Regions from separate parts of the Mus musculus genome. Here all the other regions are linked to region 2. The links are chromatin contacts, called in public Hi-C and HiChIP or PLAC-seq maps. All regions are on one chromosome and are shown on one strand. Each heading gives the region's core, a stretch centred on a gene start, on an enhancer-like site or on the middle of the called end of the contact. The rest is flanking DNA. Distances are from core to core; before and after follow the strand shown.

Region 1 (4,342 bases), core at 288-2,787, 410 kb after region 2:
AAAACACAAAACAAAAACCACACACACAAAAACAAACAAACAAACAAACAAACAAACAAACACCAAAATCAAACCCCAAAAAACCTTGCTAGTTTCTACCAGATTTAAAAGTTGCTAGGTAGAATTTTGTGTGCTAAGTCCTTTTACGTCAATACATTGACATTATGTTATGCCATCGTAAACATTTGACTTTATTCTCCATCTTTTTGTTCAGATCTTGTGTTTCATAAGTGGACTCCCTATTTGCAACGTATGTTACATTGGTAAACTGTCACATGCTGTTTGAGCTGATGGAGACGATGGCTCAGGAATTGGGGACTCTCCCCACCTCCCTTCAGAGCCAACCATGCTTATATCAAGTGTTCTTCAAAACTTCTTGTCCTGAGTCAGGCTACCTCCCTGGCTATGTAATCAAGAGGAGAAATAAAATACCAAGCAGTGACTATTGAAACACGGTGCCTTTGAGAGATGCCAGGAGGAAAAGCACTGCAAACAGTGGCTGTGGCTGTTGTTGTATGTTATAAAATGCCTGCAATGGGGTAGAGGAGCCAGAAGCTCAGCCACAGACAGGATAGACTGGGCTCTCTGCTTGGGACTCTCTCAGGTGGGGCTGGCTCCAGCTGACAATCTCAGCCTCCCCAGCCCACTTCTGCTTGGTAACTGTCGAGTGATCAATGTGATAATGTTATCTTTCTCCTACCACTTCTTCTTCCACTGGGACACAACCAAGGGGACACCCTTCTCCATCCAGGATTCTCTGGATTCTTTAGTTTGCCAGTTCAGCGGGGTTTCCCAAGTCAGCGTCTGCTGGACCTTCCTAAGTTGCCCGTTTGACAAGGTTACCTTTTGGCTCTCTTGGTTGGGATTACTCCAGTTTTCTCGGCCGGGTGTTGCGAGGACCTGATGATTTGACGTCGCTTCTCTCTATCTGCTATTTTGTTATTTACTCTTTTACTCCTGCTTGCTAGATACTTCATAAACTCACTCATTCACCACTGAAAGTGCGTCTGTCATACAGGTCACATTTCTCTACAAAGCTAGTAGATGTCTCTCTCATTTTTACGGACAAAGCTTGTCATCTTATAATTTTCAGCATATCAAGCATGCAAGAGAAGTAGCTCTCAACTCGGTGTCTCGTTACTCACTTCTGAGACAGCCAATGAGAAGCTGCCAAGTTCTTCACAGTTGCTTATTTTGGTCCCGGCACACTCTCCATGCCCTGCTTGAATGTTTTGCCAGATTGCCTCCAATTTATTGCAAAACCAATTGGCAGAACAATCAGGAAATCTGTCTGGGGCCAATTTTAGCCAATGATGGTGCCGCCTCTTTCTCCACCCCCACTTTCCGCTAATCCACCAAGGTTCTTCCCGACCTAGCCATTCTTCACAGGAATATAACACTCTGGCATGACTCCAACTGTCTTTTATATATATAAAAAAAGGCATTCTTCGTCTCTTTGTCTCACTGTACATCATCCTCACCTTGTTTTCTTCCCTTCCTTCACCTTTCCCAACACACACATCTCTCAGCAGAGACACTGACCAACATGCCATTGCAACATCAAAAATGAACACTACACAGGAGGTGATGGTCCTCTTATCAATACAGGAAGTGGCGGATTCAAACCTCTTCCTGCCAAGGTGTGACCCTTTCACAAATCTACAGCATCTCTGGTGCAATTGGTAAAGGCAGGGCCTGTGGAAATTAGACCAACCCAGGACGATCCTTGATCCTGTGGTGACGGTGAGACCATCCTCAGGTTTCTCCGCCAGGTGACAGGCACAAGAGGCTATTTTAGATAGACTAACAAGTGGAGGGGTTCAGGCAGTAAAACCCAAACCAACTCTAATCATTTCATTAGTGAGAGCTTGGTGGAGGGAATTGGTTGGAGTGCTGGCTGGCTGAGAGACTGAACTGGTAGCAACGGGATCACAGAGGTGGCTACTGCAGGGAGAACTTCACACTAGAACCACGGAGCAAGAGGAGCCATTGGGGATCTTGGGAACTACACCATCCTAGGAAAGTTCCTACATCCCTGGGGGAGACATTTCCGGGGATGTGGAGAGGCCATCTGCATGACCGCTGGTGTCATCTCTTGGGGCTTTGGAGGGAGGTTCAGAGCTGTGGTTCTCACCTGTGAGGCAGAAGTCACTTGCTCTCTGGAGCTTGTAACCCTCCCTCCCCACTCTGAGAAATCACCGTGAAGATGGTGCGGGGAGATGGAGGCTTCTTCTGCCTATTGTCGTGGGGCGACGTTCTGGGCTTAGGAGTTGCCAGTAGGACTGCTAAGGAAACGTCGAGAAGGGAATACACTCTTCCTTCTGCATTCTATGTCTTCCTTCGTCTTTCACGTGTAGGCATTGTTCCTGTGTATACATCCTTTTGCATGGATGTGGGCTCGCTTATGTACATGCATGAGCACATGCACATGTTAGAGGGCCTGAGGTTGGTGTTGGGAATCACCCTCTGCCTCCTGTCTACCTTATTCATTGAGGCAGAGTCTCCCAGGAAAGCCCAGAGCTTCCTGATATGTTAGATCTTATTTGTCTGCTTGCTCTGAGGATCTCCCGACCCCCTTGTAAAAATGGGACTTCGAGAGGACCATACATCCTAGCATTTCAGTAGATCTGGGTATGCAAACTCTGGGTAACATTTGCCCAGCAAGAGCTTTAACTAGAGGGGCCTTTCCCTGGTCTCCCCTGTCCTGCCTTCAATCTCCACCCGCTGTGACTACCCAGTCCCTTGTTGTCAGAATTGATCAGAAAACAGCCAACCAAGGAAAAATAACACTGCTCAGAATTCCCCCTAGTACTCCAAAGGGGAGTCTGGGAAGTTTTGGATCTGGGAAACAATGGCTTACTACTCAAGACAGGTATGCAGGACATTTGTGGTCAGCAGAGGATAGGCCAGTCATTCTCCCTGACAGCTGCTATCAGGAAGAGGGTGAATTATGGGAAGTCTACAGGTCATAGAGGTATGGCCTTGAGTTGGCATCTGAGTCACTGGGACCTGCGTTTCCTAGGCCCTGTCTTTCGTTTGCATAGCCTTCTTGCTTGGGGCAGAGAGTGGGTTGGTGTGGGAAGGGAGAGATTGCAGAATGCAGAGCTGTGGGTGGAGATGGCTGGACCCCTCATCCAGCTGTGAAGTTTCCAGGTTCTGGGGTGGGGCTGCAGGCAGTGGTCAGGTGGGAAAGGAACTTAGAACTGATGAGTGGCTGGGGTTAATGCCAGTGTCATAGCTTTAGATACAGTAGTCAGCATGTTGAGCTACTGCAGCATCTGAACATGTATACATATGGGTCATACATGTGAATCAGATTTCTGGTCTTGGAAGCAAAAAGTATTTTGGGGGTGTCTTATGCGTGTGTGTACATGCATGTGTATGTGTGTGGTGTAGATGTGTGCATGTGTGTGTGTAACAGGTGTGTGAGTATGTGGGTACATGCATGTGTACGTGTGGCATAGGTGTGTGTGTGTGGTACAGGTGTGTGTGTGTGTGTCTGTATACACATGCATGTGTATGCGTGTGGTGCAGATGTGTGCATGTGTGTGTGTGGTACAGGTGTGTGAGTATGTGTGTGTGTACATGCATGTGTATGTGTGTGGTGCAGATGTGTGCATGTGTGTGTGTGGTACAGGTGTGTGAGTATGTGTGTGTGTACATGCATGTGTATGTGTGTGGTGCAGATGTGTGCATGTGTGTGTGTGGTACAGGTGTGTGAGTATGTGTGTGTACATGCATGTGTATGTGTGGCATAGGTGTGTGTGTGTGTGTGTGGTCTAGGTGTGTGTATATGTATGTGTGTGTGGTCCAGGTGTGTATATGTATGCCTCCTGTGTGTGGTACAGGTGTGTGTATATGTGTGTGTGTGTGTGTGTGTGTGTGTGTATATATATATATATATATATATATATATATATGTGTGTGTGTGTGTGTGTGTGTGTGTGTGTGTGTGTGTGTATGTGTGTGTGGTGCAGGTATGTGTGTATGTATGAATGTGTGGTACAGGTGTGCATGTGTTTGTACATGTATGTGTATGTGTGTGTGGTGCAGGTGTGTGTATGTATGTGTCCATGTATGTGTGTTGCAGGTGTGCATGTATGTGTATGTGTGTGGTGCAGATGTGTGTTTGTGTGTGTACATGTATGTGTAAGTGTGTGGTGCAGGTGTGTGTGTGTACATGTATGTGTGTGGTGCAGATGTGTGTTTGTGTGTGTACATGTATGTGTATGTGTGTGTGGTGCAGATGTGTGTTTGTGTGTGTACATGTATGTGTATGTGTGTGTGGTGCAGATGTGTGTTTGTGTGTGTACATGTATGTGTGTGTGGTGCAGATGTGTGT
Region 2 (4,370 bases), core at 1,570-4,069:
CCATGCATACGTCTCATGCTTGATTGAACAAGGTCAGAGGCTCTTTAACAGAGAGTTGCTTCCTTTTTAGCTGTGGCAGAATGCATATAATATCAAATCAACAGTTTTAACCATTTTGCACAGTATAATTCAGCTGCAATAAGGACATTCACAGTATAGTATAGTTCTTACCACTGTCGCCTTTCTTAAGCTATAATTGCTATGCAAAAGTTGCATGTACTTGATAGACGCAATTTTGAAGGGTTTGGACATAGACACATACCATTCCAAAGGAAAGGGCACACCCATCAGGCCCTTGTCCCCATCCTCACCAGGTAGTCTGCCCCACCCATAGCAACCACCGCACTGTTCGTCTGTGCCATGCATGGATTTGCCACACAGCATCGCTGTGTGCCCTGTGTTCCTCTTACTGAGCAGGATAGCGTCAAGGTCCTGCCATCCATGTTTGCCTTCCAAAACCCAGGTCTTCCAAGGAACAGTGTGGCGACTGGTAGGAGCTGGTGGGTGACTCAACTTGTCTCTGGCAGCAGCTCCTTATTCCTGGCATGAGCTCCTGGTGTCACCGTCAATGGCTGAGTCGTCCCCCCCCCCACCTCCGTGTGTTCAGCGAGGTCATTCCTAATTTGCTGAAACGGCCAGGTCTCTCTTTTCCTTCTTCCCACAGTTACTGTCCTCCCAGGTTCTGTTTCCAAACCTGACATATCATGTGAAAGTCATGTATAACATTAGGGTGTGGGGTTGGAGTCCTGGCTCTACAGTCGCCTGGCTTTGTGATGTTGGTATCTCCACCCACAGAACAAGATGGGTGATCCACCTCCAGGGCCATGGTGAGTTCACTAACAGCAGTCAGTCACTGGGTCTGGTACCTGTGATATGGATATGTACAACCTACTGGCTATCAGTAAAATCTGGACTCAAGAAATTATCAGTATGGAACCCTCCACTTCTACCCTGTTGATGTTTGCCATGATTTTTGAGCGTTTGGAAAATTCTAGAAAGTTCATAGGACTTCAGCGTGTCTTTAAATTAGATGCACATTTGTAGTTTTCAGGACTCAGATCTGGGACAAAGAGGAAGTCTTGCTTCTACCCAAAACAGCAACTAAGTGGCCCTGTTTCTTCTTTCTTTTTTTTCTCATTTTTCTTTTGCCATCCTGTCTTTGGACTTTGTCCCAATCCACAGCCATTTTACATTCTCTCGTGTTTCAGTTTCACCAAGCTGACCTTGCAGGGCCATGGCCACAGGTGTATTAATCTTGGGTGACATGCAATGGGTTCCAGAAAGTAGAAAAGGATTCATAGGTCCCCCTGAGCCTCTTGCCCCTTTGTATGTTGGCAGAAAGCTAACTTTATGGACTCAAGTATGGTTCTGAGAAGTTGATTATTATGTTTATGCTGTTTATTGTTATATATTTATAATCTGATTAATCACGGTTGTTTATTTATCCTATGAGCTCACACTAAAGGCTGGGGAGACTTTGGTGGTCTTATGATGTCAGGTCCCATCTTGGCTCTCATGTGATTACGGAGTTGTGTAACCTCTTTGTTCATTTGGTTTCATGCCTGGGGATCATTGGCCCTTGGCCTGTGTGTCTTGTGGTGTAAAGGGAGGGGGTGGGCTGCCCTCTGGGTGGGGCCCACTGCCCAGCTGTGGCGCCCATTCTTGGCCAGTGTTCAGTGGCCTTTTGGTCAAGCATCTTCCTGGGGAAGGACCCAGAGGAGGTCAGTTATTGCCTTGCTTGGCTCTTTGAACTCACGTTTTGTATCCTAAAGGAGGGAGCTTTCATTTTTTTCTCAAATTTAAAAAAATAAGTGTCACATACTCAAAACAAAACGCTGTCCATTTCTTTCATAGCATCTCTGTGCCATTGTGAGTATAGATGTGTGTAGTTTTCATCAGAAAAGGGGATGCTGTGCACTTTATTTTCGAGTCAGAATTGGTGCTGTGTGGTGTATATACAGTAATAACCATCCTCAGTTGGTGTTTAGTGCAGTTTGACTTTTAGGGCAGGCTTTTCTGTCTAAGGTCCTCCTGAGAAGCAGGCTTGGAACACTGTGACTCTGAGTTCACAGCTGACTCCAGCCCAAACCTCTGATCACTGCCATTATTACAACCCTGGGACTCTTAAAGCAGCCACTGCCAGCACTGTGCTCAGGGGCTTCAGCACATGGGATGTCAACAGGTCTTGAACTGCAGCCGTTTCAAGCAAAATGAGAAGTAGCCTTGGTGACAGACACAGGTGAAGGACCCCTTTGCTTTCTGCTTTGGGGAAACTGAAGGAACACTGTTAGATCTTTGCCTGTGCATTTTAAGGGTGGTCATAGCTACAAGAGAGGCAAAAGGAGATCTAACATGCTTGCTCTTCCTTCCCAGAGCATATTCTTACAAGACCCTTGTGTGAACTGCACCGGGAAACAAGAAGGCGAATAAGTGGGCAGGGTCCTGAAGTGAGCTACCTGGCCTCAGCTCTGCTCAAATCTAGGTCCCCTCCCTCCTTCCTTCCCTCCCTCCATTTCCTCTCTTCTTCCCCTCCTTCTCTCTCCCTCCTCTCTCTCTCCCCTTCCTCTCTCCCTCTCTTTCTCTTCCCTCCTTCCTTCTCTCTCTCTCTCTCTTTCCCCCTCCCTCCTTCAGCCCTCTCTCCCTGTTTTTTTGTGTCATTCTCCCATTACCTGGGGTTGAATGTAGGGCTCACCATATGCCAGACAACCTCTCCTCACTTAGCTACTGCCCAGTTTCCATTTTCAGTCCCTGGGACAGGGTCACACTAAGTTCCCAGGTTGGCCTTGAATTCACTCCAGCCCAGAGAGACCTTGATCTTTTGATCTCTGTGCTACAGCGTCCTGAGCGTCCAGGACCCTTGGCCTGCACCACCAGTCCTGGTCTTACTCTCTAATTCTTGGGGTCACTGTGAGCCCTGGGCAAAGACTGTACCTTCTTTTCCAATCTCCAGGAGTCTCCCCTCAGGCTTTGGTGTAGGGAGTCCGGGCAGAGAGCTCTTCAGCGCCTTCCGGCTCACTGACTCCGTGATAAGGTTCCGATGGATGGATTGCATGTCAGGTTGCTTGGAAACAGGATGGAAACTGGCCAGGCAGCCCTCAAAGCCGTATTCCTGAGCTCCCAGGACCAGCAGCACATTTGAATGAGTCTGATAAAGCCCCTTTGCTGCCCCTCCTCCCCATCCAAAGAGGACATGAGCAGAGACGGGGCCTCCGCACAGATAAGCTTCGTGAAGGGAGATGGAAACATGCTTGGTTTTCTTTCTTTTTTCTTTTTTGTTTTTGTTTTCTGTCAGTTGTCTGATTTCTCTGCTGGAACAATTGTCTTGCCTTCAAGCCCCCAAGAGAGTGAAGCCAGCCTTAGTCCACCTTGGGGATAGAGGCTGGACAGAATATGCCTGCCCATCGAACACAGCAGGGGTCAGGGGGAACTTTAGAAGGCCCAAGAACAGCTTTGTCTCCTCGCAGCGGCTTGTGGGCTCATGGCCATATCCTGGCTGAGCGATTGTGTGTCCAGCTCACTGGGCCAGGGCTGAATCACCACGAATCCCCCACAGTGCTGGCAGTGGCTGCTTAAAGAGACCCAGGACTGTAATAATGGCAGTGCTCAGAGGTTCTGGCTGGAGTCAGCTGGAAGAAGTCTATCAGAGTCTCCTGAGAGATGAGGAAAGCCCAGGTCTGGCTGCTGGGGAAGAGATGAGTGGGGGGTCTCTAGACTGTGCTAAGAGACATTCTGAGCCTCAACAACTTAACATCTTAACGTCCAGAAGTTCCTTCTGCTAACACAAGCTAGCTGTTATCGAGGTTTTTCAGTTAGCTAATTCCTGAAATGTGTGTCTCTTTGGTGACCCATTTTGTAGCCGAGAAAGAGGCTTAACTTATCCAGAGTCAAGGGCAGATCAAGAGTTTCTTTGGCAGGGTCCAGCTCCATCATGGCTGTCTTGAGTTTGTTGGCTACCTTATACTGCAGATTGCCAACAGTTGGAAAGAGCATCCCAATTTGGACTTCTATATTTATTATGTTTGCTTAGTCAACATCGGTCCCCACCACTATGCTGGGGAGGTGACTGGGTTTAGTCCACATTGTGTCCCCAATGTCTGGTTGACAGCAGGCTCTTGGGCTATTGAGTGAATGACACCTGCCCACACTATGGCTAACCTTTATGGCATCTGGACTATGTCCACACGAAGGAAACTGTGAACATAGGCACCCAAATTCAGCCCCTTCTGGAGAAGACTGGCGTAGGAGCTGAACACCTCACAGCTCCCAACAGCTCATACCGTCTGTCATCTGCCCTGGGATGGCCTGGGTGGTGAGGGCAGGCTGCTTCCAGAATCATCTGGCATAGAAGCTCTCCCACCCTCCTCCACTCT
Region 3 (4,631 bases), core at 147-2,646, 300 kb after region 2:
CAGAAATCTCTAGTGCCTTGTGTCTCAACTCCTGTGAAAGACAATGGGAAAGAAAAGATGAAAACCAAATCAGTCCTAAGATGTGTTAGGAGAGTCCAGACATAAATATAAAACTGTGGACCCGGATGCTTTAAAACCAGAGCGGTAAACCCTGCTTCCCTCCAGCCTCCCTTAGCATCAAGTGATGTTCTTTCTCATTCTTGACTGGCTTACAAGGGTAACCCACACAGAATTTTGCTTTGTCTTCTGAGATGAAGACTCACTGTTTCAAGTTCATACTCTTCATCCTGGCTGTACTCTCAGCCATCAAGTCCTCCCAAGCATCAGGGTTCTAGAGTTGATCCACTAAACTAGTGTTAAAAGTCTAAGCTTCATGAGGAATATAAAACAAACGAAGGAGTTTAATACTGGCGTAGAGTTCTCAGCTTTCAAGAGTTGGAATTGGCACTAGACCCAAATTCTGAGTTTACCAGTGTATCATCATGCTCTGGTTTTCTGCCCTCTTCATCACAAAGCCCAGATACAGGGAAATGACCCAGGTAGTTTGGTAAAGGAGCAGAGATGGGCAGTTTCAGAAGCCAACCAGGCTCCAAGGGTCTTAGGATCTGTCCCTTCCCTCTCTCTCCAGTCTAGCCTCCTGTCAGGTCTGGACGGAAAGGGATCTCCTATGACCCATGCATTCCATAAAGGGCTGGTCACTATCTATCTGGTGTTTCTCATCCTGTGCGCTGCGACTACCTTGAAATCAAATGACAGGGGTTGGATATCAACTATCCTGCAAATCAGTTCTTTACATTGCGATTCATAACAGTAGTGAAATTACAGTTATGAAGTAGCAACAAAAATAATTTTATGATTGGGGGAAACTGTATTAAAGGGTTGCAACATTAGTTAGGAATTGGACAGACATTCTTCTCTCTGCCCAGTTCTACCTAGTCTGGTCTCATCTGCTTTCTTCGTCAGTGCCTTAGAAACACCTTCAACAAATATTAGCACAAGCTAACTCTGGCTCCTACTGTATCTTGCTTGTAGCATCCTCCCAGTATTTGGTGAGAGGCCTACCCTTAGGTACCTGGCATCCAGCAGAGATTTATAGAGAATTCCAGAACTGGGAGTGGTCTGAAAATAACTTTGCGTTCCACTTCCCGTCCTGGGAGAGAGCGAGACTGGGGCGGTGGATAGGCCCGCCTCTCTGCCAGGGCTCTGCATCCCCTCTTATGTATCTTTTTCACTTGGACCAGTATATAAAGAGCTATTTTAGGTGTCCGAGCTTCTAAGCAGTAGAGGTTGAACAAAACTACTGCGGGTGGGACAAATCCTCAACCTTAATCTTGGCCCTTGAAGTGAGGGCTATTTGAATACGACGTGCTGTTTATGCAAATCCCATGCAAATCAGGGCGACTGGATTAACTGAAGGGGGGAAACCCCAAGCTTCCCAGCACTGGGACCTGCTTCAGTAAAGAGGAGGGGTTTTGTTTTGTTTTGTTTTTTTTTGTTTTTTTTTTATTTAAGCGTCATTTTGTGTTTTTGAAACTCCTGCACCTGCAGCCTCAGCCAGGACAAAGTCGCTGTCCCAACTTGGCTCTTTGCGTCTGTGGAGCCTAAGGGTGAAAAGGGAGGTTGTTTTAAGCTCTGTCAACAGGGCCCTCTCTAGAGTCCACCACACCTTAAACCGGCTGGCGGAGGTTTCTGCAGGGAGTGAGTGTGGGGAGATGGTCAGCAACAGGAAAAGCTCTCTCTAGGGACACTGGTTTAGAGGAGATCGGGGGTGGGGGGGTGAGGGGGTGGGAGGGTAGGGGTGGTGTCTCACCAAAACAAGGACAGAAGTAGCAACCTCTTTGGGGTGGGAATCCTCTGTGTAATAAGAACTGAATATCCTATTTGAAAACACAGCCAGTTGCCATTTGACATCTTTGGAGACTCGGGCTCAGCCACTCAGCTTGCATATTTATGCAAAACAAAATGCAAATGAACCCATTGAACTCTTTGTCTCTATCCTGCCAAGCTGGAATCCTGGGTCCCCGACAGTATCTTCTATGCCTTTGTCCTCTCCTAAAGAGCTTTTTAAAAGTAGGACATGGCATCCCTGAAGGCTCCTTCGTGACATTCAACTCAATGACTGTATTTACTGAGGTCCTACTAAGTGCCAAGAACCACAGTGGGTCGCAAGGAAGTAAGTGGAAAAAAAAGTCAAGCGATGGTCCCTGAAGAATTCATGAGATCTTGTGAGATTTCCAGTTCTGGGTAATCTCTTAATTATTAATTCGACAAACAGGTATTAGGCGCCGACTGTATGCCAACCTAGCCTCTCATCACTGGGGATCTAGTAGGAGAGGGTTCTGCCCTTATGACCTTCCATCTTAATGGAAGAAACGGACAAACTGAGACAGGGATGTGTACGAATGATGTGCCTACAGATAGTGATAATGACGAACCAGAAAATAAATAGGGAGGTGTTTTATTATGGCCGTGAGGTAGGAAGGCCTAGGTTGGTAAGAATCAATAGCTGTTAAATCCTGTTTTTAAACTCATTTAAAGCAGCCACAAAGAGAACAAAGGGCAGAATTTTTTTTTTAACCAATTATCTATACCGTTATATCTCACTGTCTATCTTAAGTAGTTTGATGATTCTATTAGTCAAGGAATCCCATTATCAGTGTGTGCTGGAAGGGTGTTGTATGTGGTAATGTACATATGGAAGCTAGATGGTATGATATTGTCCTTCAGGTGTTGCTTTTTGTTGTTGTTTTTAATTGAGACAGGGTCTCTTAATGGCCTGGATCCACCTCTCTCCTCTCCTCATGACTAGAATGATCAGTACCAGCCTTTTTATTACCTCTTTGCATGTGCGTGTAAATGTGTGTATGCATGCTCACATGGGTGTGTACGCCAATGTGTGCATGTGTGTGTGGAGGCCCAAGGTTGATGTCAGGAATCTTTTATCAGCCTTTCACCTCCATTGGAGGCAGGGTTTGTCAGTCAAACCCAGAGCTTGCTGATCAAATGGTTTTGAAGAGGTCAACTCAGAGCTGTTGGAAAATTCCATCGGACCCCTCCCCTCCTGGAAGAGACGGGTCAGAGAGCACATAGGCCCAAAGGAAGAGGCTGAGTAAACTCTTACTGCCTCATTCCCTAAAGACTAGTCAGCTTAAAGGACGCACTGTTCCACCAATCATGTCATGCCTAGTTGCTGATGCTCTATTCTGCCCCTGGAAACCATATAAAAACTGGCTGAACAGGCCGCTGGGGGTCGCCGCCTCTCCTTCGGGTCTGGGATGACCCCAGTTCACTGGAACAATAAATTCCTCTTGCTTTTTGTATCAGTTCCCGGCTCTGCAGGGTTCACTCAGGGGTTCACTCAGTAAGCTAAGGCTCACCAGAGTCTTATAGTTTCACTAACCTGATAGCTACAGGGATCCTGGTCTGCTTCAGTCATGGCAGGTCCAACACCCCACCCCCACCCCCAGCATTGTTTTGAGTTGTGGGGATCCAAAATCAGGAGCCTCTCTTACTTGTGCAGCAAGGGATTTAGCCGTTGGGCCATCTTCTCTACTCCAATCCCTTTTAACATGGATTCCAAGGCTGACCTCAGAACTCAAGACACTTGGCTGTCCTTAGGAAGAGTGGTGTCTTGGGCACATGATGGGGGCTACTGAGAAGGGTGCTAGAGTTGATGTAAGTCTAGATCTCAGAGCACACACTATGTTCGCACCAGAACCCAACCCAGCCCTGACATGCCACCCACTGTTTCACGAAGCCACCTGCTCTAGTGAAGTGTGGGGTCTTTGAAACTCCTGGAAGTCATGGGGAGGGAGTCTTCTGTAGGCAAAGAAGTGTGTGTGTAGGCAGTTTGGGGACAGCAGTAGGGGATAGCAAAACCTTGAAGCCTGCTTCCTTCCAGAGTCCTCGACTTCCACATAGCTGTCAGGCTAATATTGCAGAAGTGGTTTTTTTGGACAGAGTGAAGAAATATTTGTTTGATTAATTTGTTCTTTTTTTTCTTTACTTTTCAACTTAAAATATTTATTGTGGTGGATGTGTTTGGTGTGTGTTTGTACATATGTGTGTAAAGATGTATGTGTATGTATGTATATGTTTGTGTGTATGTTTGTAGTATGTGTGTGTATATGTGTTTGTCTGTGTGTATGTGTGTTTGTCTGTGTGTATGTGTGTTCATGTGTGTATATATGTGTCAGTGTGAATGTATGTGTGTGCATTTGTATATGTGTGTGTGTGTATATGTGTTTGTGTATATGTGTGCTTGTGTATGTATGTATGTGTGTGTGTGGTGTATACAGTGTATTTAGAGGCTATGTTGAGGTCAGAGGACAGTTTGCTGGAATCAATTCTCTCCTTCCACCCTGCTGAGACAAGGCCTCTCTTGCTTTACTATTGCTTCAGATTATCTGTCTATGACCTTTCTGGTGGTTCTCCTGTCTCCATCAGGGATGCTGGAATTACATATGTGTGTTGCCACATCTAGTTTTGTGTATGGATTCCTGGGCTGTCAGGATTGCATTGCATTTTTATTTGTTTTGAAACAAGCTCTTGTGACTGCACACTGGCGTCACGCTTGCTATGTAGCAGGTGATCATGAACTCGGGATCCTCCTGCCTCTGTCTTCCAGGTGC

What was found. Hi-C and Micro-C count contacts between places; a contact is called where the count stands out from the background. HiChIP or PLAC-seq counts read pairs in DNA pulled down with a chosen protein or histone mark.
Region 1: a Hi-C map of liver shows a contact between it and region 2, with 8 times the contacts expected there. The contact joins two enhancer-like sites. A contact is called at or near these places in 5 of 484 Hi-C or Micro-C datasets (all in liver) and 1 of 115 datasets of contacts at active chromatin or transcription factors (embryonic stem cells).
Region 3: a contact with region 2 is called in an H3K4me3 HiChIP or PLAC-seq map of embryonic forebrain, with 7 times the contacts expected there. The contact joins two enhancer-like sites. A contact is called at or near these places in 1 of 484 Hi-C or Micro-C datasets (embryonic stem cells), 10 of 115 datasets of contacts at active chromatin or transcription factors (the NIH/3T3 cell line, embryonic basal ganglia, embryonic forebrain and 6 more) and 1 of 9 other capture datasets (embryonic stem cells).

The regions. Positions count from the first base shown.
Region 1 is chr11:112,729,491-112,733,832 of GRCm38.p6, reverse strand. No RefSeq gene overlaps it. Among named protein-coding and RNA genes, the nearest start is that of BC006965, 20 kb to the right of the region's middle. Within about 2 kb of position 1,537, at least 5 of the 459 cell types and tissues checked have an H3K27ac peak or open chromatin away from gene starts, as enhancers often do. A contact at or near this core is called in liver, where this site is marked.
Region 2 is chr11:113,143,145-113,147,514 of GRCm38.p6, reverse strand. The region is part of intron 1 of 2610035D17Rik (RIKEN cDNA 2610035D17 gene); the gene reads left to right. The region is part of intron 1 of LOC115487747 (a long non-coding RNA gene); the gene reads left to right. Among named protein-coding and RNA genes, the nearest start is that of Gm39467, 11 kb to the right of the region's middle. Within about 2 kb of position 2,819, at least 94 of the 459 cell types and tissues checked have an H3K27ac peak or open chromatin away from gene starts, as enhancers often do. A contact at or near this core is called in embryonic basal ganglia, embryonic forebrain, liver and 1 more, where this site is marked.
Region 3 is chr11:112,837,271-112,841,901 of GRCm38.p6, reverse strand. No RefSeq gene overlaps it. Among named protein-coding and RNA genes, the nearest start is that of 1700012H19Rik, 14 kb to the right of the region's middle. Within about 2 kb of position 1,396, at least 39 of the 459 cell types and tissues checked have an H3K27ac peak or open chromatin away from gene starts, as enhancers often do. A contact at or near this core is called in embryonic basal ganglia, embryonic forebrain and stem cell-derived neural progenitor cells, where this site is marked.